3 separate regions of the Mus musculus genome follow, and all the other regions are linked to region 2. The links are chromatin contacts, called in public HiChIP or PLAC-seq and promoter capture Hi-C maps. All regions are on one chromosome and are shown on one strand. The core of a region is the stretch at or near the end of the contact, and the rest is flanking DNA. Distances in the headings are between cores, read along the strand shown.

Region 1 (2,700 bases), core at 137-2,636, 840 kb before region 2:
AAGGGGGTAACTAGTATTCTTTAGACATCTTTGGACTAACTAGAACACAGAGAGATAAGCTGGATTAGTCAAGAATTCACAGTATTCTTTCGTCCCTTTTCTATTGGTTTCCTTACTAGTTTATAGTTAAATTTAGAATTCAAATAATTAACTAATCCCAGGTTCCTGTCACAATCTTCTTCAAATGCCTTCCTTTAAAATAAATAAATAAATAAATAAATAAAGCATCAACCAAAACTCCTTAATTTTAACTTCTCAGGCTTTCTTGAAAACTTCCTTGAGACTGGGTATGTTTTTCCCCTGAGTGCCTCTCCCTGTAAGCAACACACTCCTCCGTTACTTTTGTTATAAAAATTCCATTCATCTTTCGATGGCTAGTATAGGTAGACACTCGGTTTTTCTCATCTTCTAGGTGAATGTCAACGTTCCTCTGTGCACATGCAGCCCCACCCGCATCTCTCCTCTGAACCTGTCTGCCTGAATTCAAACTGCTTAGCGCTCCTGTCTTCCACCACCTATCAGCCTGAGGTGTCCCGGGAAGCACGAGTTCGTGTCACATCCGAACGCTGAGCAAGCGCAGGAAGGACAATCCTAAGCGGTCAAGCTTTCCATCCATCTCTGGTGCAACTGCTTTAACAGAGCCCTAGAACACACCTCTCTCCCGAAGCCAAGCCGCCACGGGGTGATTTATCGATGTGTAGTCAACCCCCACCCCACCTTACCCCATCCCCCAGCCGGGTCTCAGACCCACGGTGCACCCGCCAGGCAACCTTGTGGACCCTATCAAAGTTCACCGCCACTCAGGCCAAGTCAGTCAAATTAACAAGTGACAACAACTGACTGGGCAGCAGCAGGGGAGCTGCACCTACGTATCCCTTCCGCCCAGCGGTGCTATCCGGAGCCCAGGCACCTCCCTGTTTTCTGACAGGGACCCTGGCCAGGGACCAGGGTCCGGCAGGGCAAGGGGCCCCTGTCTGGGAGGTGACAGAACAAGGCCTCGAACCCCAGTCACCACCCCAGGGTTCGCAAGATCTTCAGGGAGAAGAAGACGAGGGCGGAGAGCGGCCTCCGGGTCGGGCTCCAGCCCGGCGTTCCTGACCGCCGCCCGCGGGTCTGGGGGCACGCGCACCCCGCCCCCGGCTCCGCGCCATCTTGGAGCGCTGAGGCACTCCTCAGGACCGCCCCGATCGTGGCTCCCGCGGCTACTCACCCGCGCTGCCCGGGGCCAGGCCCCCCGTCACCTCCGCGACCCCCGCCGCGGCCAGCAGAAGTAGCAGCGCGCTGCGCGGGGAGGCCCGGACGCTCGCCATGTCCGGGCCGGGTGGGTCCGAAGCCGCGGGATGCTCGGACCCAGCCTGGCCGTAGCAACCCCTGGCACCAGGCCCCGCCCCCGGCGCCTTGGCTCTCTGGTGATTGGCTGCGGCTCGCTGAAGCCCCGCCCCGGCCGCTCAGAGTTTTCAAAACCTCCCGGGGGGCGGCAGCGCGCCCTGGACCCTGGCTCTTTGTTATGGGCCAGCTGTGTGTCGCCTTCGGACTCGGGCTCCCGGGCTGCGGTCTTCAAACGGGAAGTCAGAGGCTGGAGACCCCTGTGGAATGCCTCTGTCCCGTGTCGGGGCACATAGGGGGTGGGGAGCCCGCAGCTCAGGGGCGACTGGCCTGCCGAGATCACTCTGCAGGTCCGTCTGATTTGCAAGGGCTAAGTCAAAGCTGAACTGTAGGGCGTGCACCCCTAGTTGAATCCTCCAGAACACTCTTACTATCCTGTCCAAAGGCTGCCTCGACCTAAAGAAGGCGTGTTACCTGGCCTCCCCTCAAAGCCAAAGGGCTCTGCTGAGGGCACGGATTCACAGGCTGGCTTCGCTGTTAATACCTATTGCACTCAGAGAAAGGGTCAGGGCAGCCTGTATGACTAGACTTAGAGAGCCTTGAAATTCAGAATTGGTTCGAGAGGATTTGGAGATGAATCTTTGAGCAGCTACTCCGGAGAATGTTCCAGAGGACCTAGGAATCAAAGCGAATTCATTGTGGAGAAACGCCCCCCACCCCCCACCCCCCCCTTTTTCCTGGCTACCTGGCCCTTGAACAGATAGCTCGTCCAGTTTAGAGACTTGCTGTTCAGAAGTGAAGCCAATTGCTTATTTCCAGATTCCTCTATTCAGGTCACTAACAGCAGCTTTCTCCTGCGACAGATGGTAACTATGACTGTAATGAAAAGAACAAAGTCTTGACACCCTCCTCGAGTCCAGATTGTACACTACTCCCGACTAGCCCCGTGTCTGTGGGTGAGGACATTTTTACTTCTGAGCCTCCCCCCCACCCCAACCCTCATGCTGGCCTTCTTGATAAGATTAATGAACGTATTGTGTTTATTTACTTATTTTGAAGACAGGATCTCATACAGCTCAGGCTGACCTTGAGTTTACAATGAAGCCAAGGCTGGCCCTGATTTCCTGATCAAGCGCACAGGAACCCAGTCTCATATTGTATTTAGAATGTCTCAGACAGTGCTTGACCCAGTGAATAATTGAGATATCTGAACTCAGGCCATGGGGCTAACTGGCTGAACGTATTTCCCACTCTGCCCCTACTACTTTGTGCTTCTTCAAAACAACAGACTTTCTTTATTAAAAACACTGAGGACAAGCCGGGCGTGGTGGTGCATGCCTTTAATCCCAGCACTTGGGAGGCAGAGGCAGGTGA
Region 2 (2,700 bases), core at 84-2,583:
CTACTCAGAGAAACCCTGTCTCGAAAACCAAAAAAATTCTGCTCCTTCGTAGCAGGGAATTCAATCTTAGGGAGCTGGGGTCTTTTTTAGGGAGTTCCTCCTACTCAGTAGAGGTAAGGAGAAAGCATACTAGAGGTCTGTTGTGTACTTGTATTAATTGTAAAACCCAGAGAGGAAGTAGGGGGGGCCCTCTTTTTACAGTCCAGTAATAAACTAATGGTCCTGGGGACTCATAGCATAGGCAAAGCATTGGCTTCTACTTCCTTTGGTTCTGCTGTTTGTTCCCTGTTTCTGTGACCGACAGGGAGAAAAGGCCTGAGTTGGTGACAACCTGTCTGACTTGCTGATAAGTTCAGAAGACAAAGTAGACAAGGCTATCCATTTTCTCAGGTTATCTCGAGAGCACTCCCTGTAAAAAGTGTCTGTGAATGCCCAGTCCTCGCAAAAATTCCGTCCTGGTTATTTACAGAGCTAAGGACAAAGGTTAGGGATGCTGACTATAATGCTGCTTAATTTGGCTGGCTCTGGGCTGGGCCCGGGGCCCTGTGACTCAGGGGGAGCTTGGTGAGTTTCGAGGGAGCTGTGAGTCATGAAGACGAACTTGGTCTCCATCTGACTTTGGGCAGAAGGCCTTCTAACTCACTTCTTAGGATGCTCTGTTTCCTCGGAGCAGAGGCCTGTCAGCAAAGAGTGCTCCAAAGCCTGGTCTCGGAAGGGTTTTGAGAGTCCCTGAAATGTCAGCCTCCTGGGGTCTCTAACAAAGACAAAAAGGGGGTGGGAGAGGATGCCATCTTTCAGTATGGATAGAAATAAGGTACGACTGTAGTAGGTCTTTTTTTCCTGCTCTTGTAGAAAGCTTACTCGATAGCAACCCTTTTACCTGGAGCTGTTTCGGGATGTGGGGGCGAATGGGCTTGGGGATATGTAGGGTTGGGTTTGGTGTGACTTGGAGATTGTTGAGATTTATCTGTGAACACACTGGAGCTTCATATTAATTTACTTCAGAACAGGAAGTGTGGAGGAGAAAGGTTTGTTGAGCCCTGAGAGAATGAAGTCTGAATGGGGTTAAATGACAGGGCAGAGAATTGCTTAGGACTTGGACAGAAAAAGGGTTAAGGAGGTGGGCGGAGCGACATTGGGTAGGCCTGCCCTTATGTGGACCAATAGGCGTGCGCTCCTTGAAGAGGGCGTGACTCACGCTTGAGGTTGCTGAGAGGCTGGCCTCCACTGGGCCAATGAACATAGTTGTTGCCCATAGAGGGTGTGGTCTGAGGGGGGCGTGGCAGCCGTGGTCGCAGTGCTGGGGGTGGCTGGGCGCTGGGCGGGGCGGGCGGCCCCATCAGCTGGTAGGAAATGGCCTGTGAGTCAGAGGGGCAGCTGAGTCTGCGGCGCGGAGCCGGGGCGGCCCCGGGGAGGGACCGTCGCAGGGAGGGGTGCAACAGCAGCTAGAGGGGCTGCGGACGCCAGAGCCCGCTAGTGTTGCACACGAAGCTGATCAGGGAAGGGCCAAGCAGAGCAAGGCTCTCAGCCTAAGCCACCCTTTGTCTGGGTTGGGGGCCCGTAGTAGGGGGGACTGGTTATCCGAGGGGAGGGACCGGGACGGGGACGGGACCGGGACGGAAGGGCCCGGAGCAGCGGCCACCGCGGCGGAGCCAATTTGGGAGCGGGGTGAGTGTGTACTAGGTGGAAGGATCAGATCTCCAAAACCTCTGCAGGGTATGGGGCCTGTCCCAGACTGTGAAGAAGGGATGAGAACCGACCTGGGAGGCTAAGCAGGGGGTGGGAGGAATCGTCCAGAACAAGGAGTCCAGGAGTCAAGGTGAGTCTCCCCGTCTGAGTTTGGAGGGGTTTCTGAGGTCTGCTCCCTCTCTATTAAAGGTGAAGGGCTCTAGGCCAGAGTGAGAGCGAGTGTGAAAGCAGAGATTAACCTTTCTACTCAGAACAGTGGTCTTGGGAACAGTCACCCTAGCGTGTGTAGACTTGTGTGAGGACAAAATGTACAGCAGTGAGCAGCAGGACTCTGCCCAGGATAAGAGTGGAAAACACATGGGTAGGAATTCTTACCCTAACCTTCCTTAGGGTAAAAATGGGTGTCTTGAGAGTGAAGGGAAGGATAGAATGAGCCTAGGTGTTCTTCTTGTACCACAACCTCTCCCACCTCCCAGGTCTAACAAGTATCTGAGGGTACAGACCTCATGGTATTCTGGGACTTGTTGTTTTTGCTGGCCTTGCTCTCGGCATGTTGGGAGCTGTAGTCCTTGGCAGCCACAGTCTGGCACAGCTGTTTAATGCCAGCTGCTGCCCATCCCCAGCATGGAGGGCGAGGTTTGGCTTATACTGGCTTGTCCCTTCTCCCGGCAGTCCTACCCCATGAGTCAGCTTGAAGCTGGGTGGCAGAGGAGTGAGTCTTCGAGCGTCTCTGGGCAGGGAGGGAACTAATAGGACTCTGGATTAATGAGCAGATGCCAGCATGCTGGGGTCAAGTAGGGCATCATGTCATCACCTGGCTTCCTCGAGGCAAGGGCTCAGGAGGGCAACTGAGATGACCTGGAAATTGGGGTGCTCAGGAAAACGCCCTTCTTGAACTTTAAAGCTTGGGTGGAGACTAGGAGGGGAAGAAAGGAGAACAGGTCATACTCTCACGACACTGCTACTACTGGCGTTCTCCGCTTTCTAGCCATCTCACCCACATGAAGGACT
Region 3 (2,700 bases), core at 14-2,513, 990 kb before region 2:
TCCAGAGAATGTGTAAAAGTCAAAGCCAACACCACCTGTAAGTCCAGCATTTCACAAGTTTCACTGCAAACTCACCCGGGGCCCAGGAAACCCAGTTCTGCCGTCTAATGAGGTGGCCATCCCAGGGTCATGGGCCCCAAGAGACTCTGTCTACCACCTTCCCCAAGTAGTTGTTCTTTTTCCTTCCTAGTTCTGTCATAAAAAGGAAGCAGGACTATTTCCAAGTCCTCAGCAATACTAAGGTCACTAACAAGGATCTTTATTAAAAACAAAAAAGCTTTGCTAGAAAAGGTAGTTTTCTGGGGGAGAAAACTGCGGCAGTTTACTGGACAGTTTTGAGTATCTTGACTTCACAACTAGGGAGGCTCTGTGCTGGGGAAGAGGGCAGGGCACCAGAAGCTAGCCACTAAAATAGCAATTTCTGCTATCTAAGACCAGGGAAACAGTGTCAGATACCCACACTGCCTGACTGAATGACACTTCATGTTCTTTAAGGATCAGGAATTGGCAAGGCAGAGCCTCCACCTCCTGCTCCCCGGCTCTGACTCTGGTAATATTGTGCTGCAGACCATGGCCCCAACATCTTAGGTCACCGCAGGCTCCGCAGGGGCAGACAGGCAGGCAGCAGGGCCTGGAAGCTGGCAGCACCAGCAAGTGGTCAGACCCAACTAAGCCCAAAAAAACCCTTCCCAGAGAGACCATTGAAGCTTGCTTCCCTCCAGGACCTCCAGTATGCAAATGGCCACAGGGAGAGCAGGGAGTGACAGTTGTGCAAGATTAGCAACAGTCATATCTAGCTTATCAACTCTCAAGCAGCCCCACAGAGCCAATGTGAAAGATTTAAAAAGCAAAGCAACTTGTGACAAAAAGGAGCATTAACTCTAAACAGAAAGAATCAAAACAAGAAAAGGAATTAGTTTTGCAACATACACATAACCAATCAGGTCAGCGAAGGGTTGTTTGTAGAAAGCTTCGTCTGCCACCCTAGACAGCAAGAAGTCCAAAGGCAGGCAAGCAGGCAGGAAAAAAGAGAGAACATTGAGAAGCAGAAAACATCTAAACCCCACAGTATTGCACCTGACAGTCCCCAGGGAACTGCTCCCCGGGCTCCGTCTGACCCAGGGCCTTCCAGCGGTGGGCACTCCAGTGCACAGAGAGGGGCATCTTGGAAACTGGCCTTCCTGGTGCCCGCCACAGGAGAGCACTGCAGCGTCAGCTTTGGGCTTCACCGGCGACAGCCTTTAGTAAGCACTCTGTTATGGGCTACATGCCATTCCACACACGGCAACCGTTAGTCAGCACCGTTGCTGACGGTGTCCTCGCCTTCCTCCCAGGCAAGGTGACTGAGGCTCAGCGATGAAGACTTGGTCAGCCGGTGGCAGTGTGGATCGCAGTGCACGTGTTTTCCTCACTACACACTAACGTTTGCCAGCTCAGGGTGCCATGCTGACTTTCTGTCAGCCTCAGGAATTATCACTGGGTATGACCACTGCCAGCCAACAGATGGGCACAGCCCCAAAGATTTAATCCCAAATCTTGGACCCAACCATTGCTTTCCCACACTTGCTTGGTGGAACAAAAAACCTGTGGCTGTTGCACAGTGCGCCTTAGACGTAGAAGAGGCTGGGGTAAGTGCTCTGGGGAAATGGAAGCTAGTTTGGGCCCCAGGGTTCCGTGTCTGCTCAGGAAGCCAGGGCAGTTTCTAAACACATGCCAGTCTGGGCTTTTGACAAAGTGTAGCTTAAAATCCTGACCTCACCAAGTCCTTATATACTCGAGGGCGGGAGGCAGGTGGGGTGGGAATGTGCAGGACCCAACTAACCAGGGCACAGGCACACTGGGAATGACCCTGCCAAACCTCAGCTTGTTCTTTGCTATATTGTTTTAGGATTTAAACAAACAAACAAACAAACAGGAAAATTTTGTTTTGTGAGATAGGATCTCACTTTGTAGTCCTGGCCTCCCAAAATTGAGGCGGCAGACATTGGCTGGAAGGCCATTTAAAGGACAATCAGGTCACTCATCAGTTTACACACACATTTATCTGAAAGCAAATTCTAGTAACATATATTCCAGTTTCTATTTATTTCATTTTGATACGGGGCCTCATGTAGCCCAGGCTAGCCTTAAACTTGACAGGTAACCGAGGATGCCCTTGATGTTCTAGGTCTCCTACTCTCGTTCCCAATCTTAGGAATGCGGGGATGGCGAGGATCCCCTTCAGGCAGTGCTGCGGACCAAGCCCAGGGCCTCACACAGGCCATGCAATCACGACTAACTGACCTAGACCTCCGGCGGTTTTAGTTTACTTTTAAAATACACACATACCCTTCATTCTTTCCTAATTCTCTACACAGAGGATATCTGTGGAAACGGAAAGAAAGCAAAAGGAGCAGCCTGGTTGTAACTCAGGGAAACAAGCTGCGGGTGAGTCAGTCAGGCGAGTGGGAGGCACAGAAGGGCAGGCAGCTCTACACCCTAATCCCTTTAGTTTACAGAAGGCTTAGCCTAATCCATTTATGCTGCTTTGCTCTCACTGGGGGAGAAGAAAGGTCTGCAGCCTCCCCTCAGGGCATCACTCACAACAAAGGCCTTGGTGAGGCCCTGCCTCTTCACTACTAGCCCCAAGAATAAAGAGCTTGTCTCTAAGACAAGCAGGGCCTCTGACAGACAAAATTAGAGACACTAGCGCACAGGCGC

What was found. Promoter capture Hi-C pulls out the DNA fragments that hold promoters and counts their contacts. HiChIP or PLAC-seq counts read pairs in DNA pulled down with a chosen protein or histone mark.
Region 1: a promoter capture Hi-C map of hippocampal neurons shows a contact between it and region 2, with 4 times the contacts expected there. The contact joins the promoter of Reck here to the promoter of Fam214b in region 2. A contact is called at or near these places in 10 of 39 promoter capture datasets (the 3T3-L1 cell line, the C10 cell line, cranial neural crest and 7 more), 1 of 484 Hi-C or Micro-C datasets (embryonic stem cells), 4 of 115 datasets of contacts at active chromatin or transcription factors (astrocytes, bone marrow-derived macrophages, embryonic limb bud and 1 more) and 2 of 9 other capture datasets (liver and pancreatic islet).
Region 3: an H3K27ac HiChIP or PLAC-seq map of microglia shows a contact between it and region 2, with 7 times the contacts expected there. The contact joins the enhancer-like site here to the promoter of Fam214b in region 2. A contact is called at or near these places in 3 of 39 promoter capture datasets (hematopoietic stem and progenitor cells, hippocampal neurons and liver), 2 of 115 datasets of contacts at active chromatin or transcription factors (bone marrow-derived macrophages and microglia) and 1 of 9 other capture datasets (adipose tissue).

Annotation. Positions count from the first base shown.
Region 1 is chr4:43,874,216-43,876,915 of GRCm38.p6, reverse strand. It overlaps Reck (reversion-inducing-cysteine-rich protein with kazal motifs), which reads right to left and starts at 1,386. Exons shown (of 21, transcript NM_016678.2): 1 at 1,211-1,386. The coding sequence starts at 1,310.
Region 2 is chr4:43,038,934-43,041,633 of GRCm38.p6, reverse strand. It overlaps Fam214b (family with sequence similarity 214, member B), which reads left to right and starts at 1,333. Exons shown (of 9, transcript NM_001253353.1): 1 at 1,333-1,668.
Region 3 is chr4:44,028,499-44,031,198 of GRCm38.p6, reverse strand. All of the region lies in intron 5 of Clta (clathrin, light polypeptide (Lca)), which reads right to left. Among named protein-coding and RNA genes, the nearest start is that of Clta, 25 kb to the right of the region's middle. Within about 2 kb of position 1,263, at least 86 of the 459 cell types and tissues checked have an H3K27ac peak or open chromatin away from gene starts, as enhancers often do. A contact at or near this core is called in adipose tissue, hippocampal neurons and microglia, where this site is marked.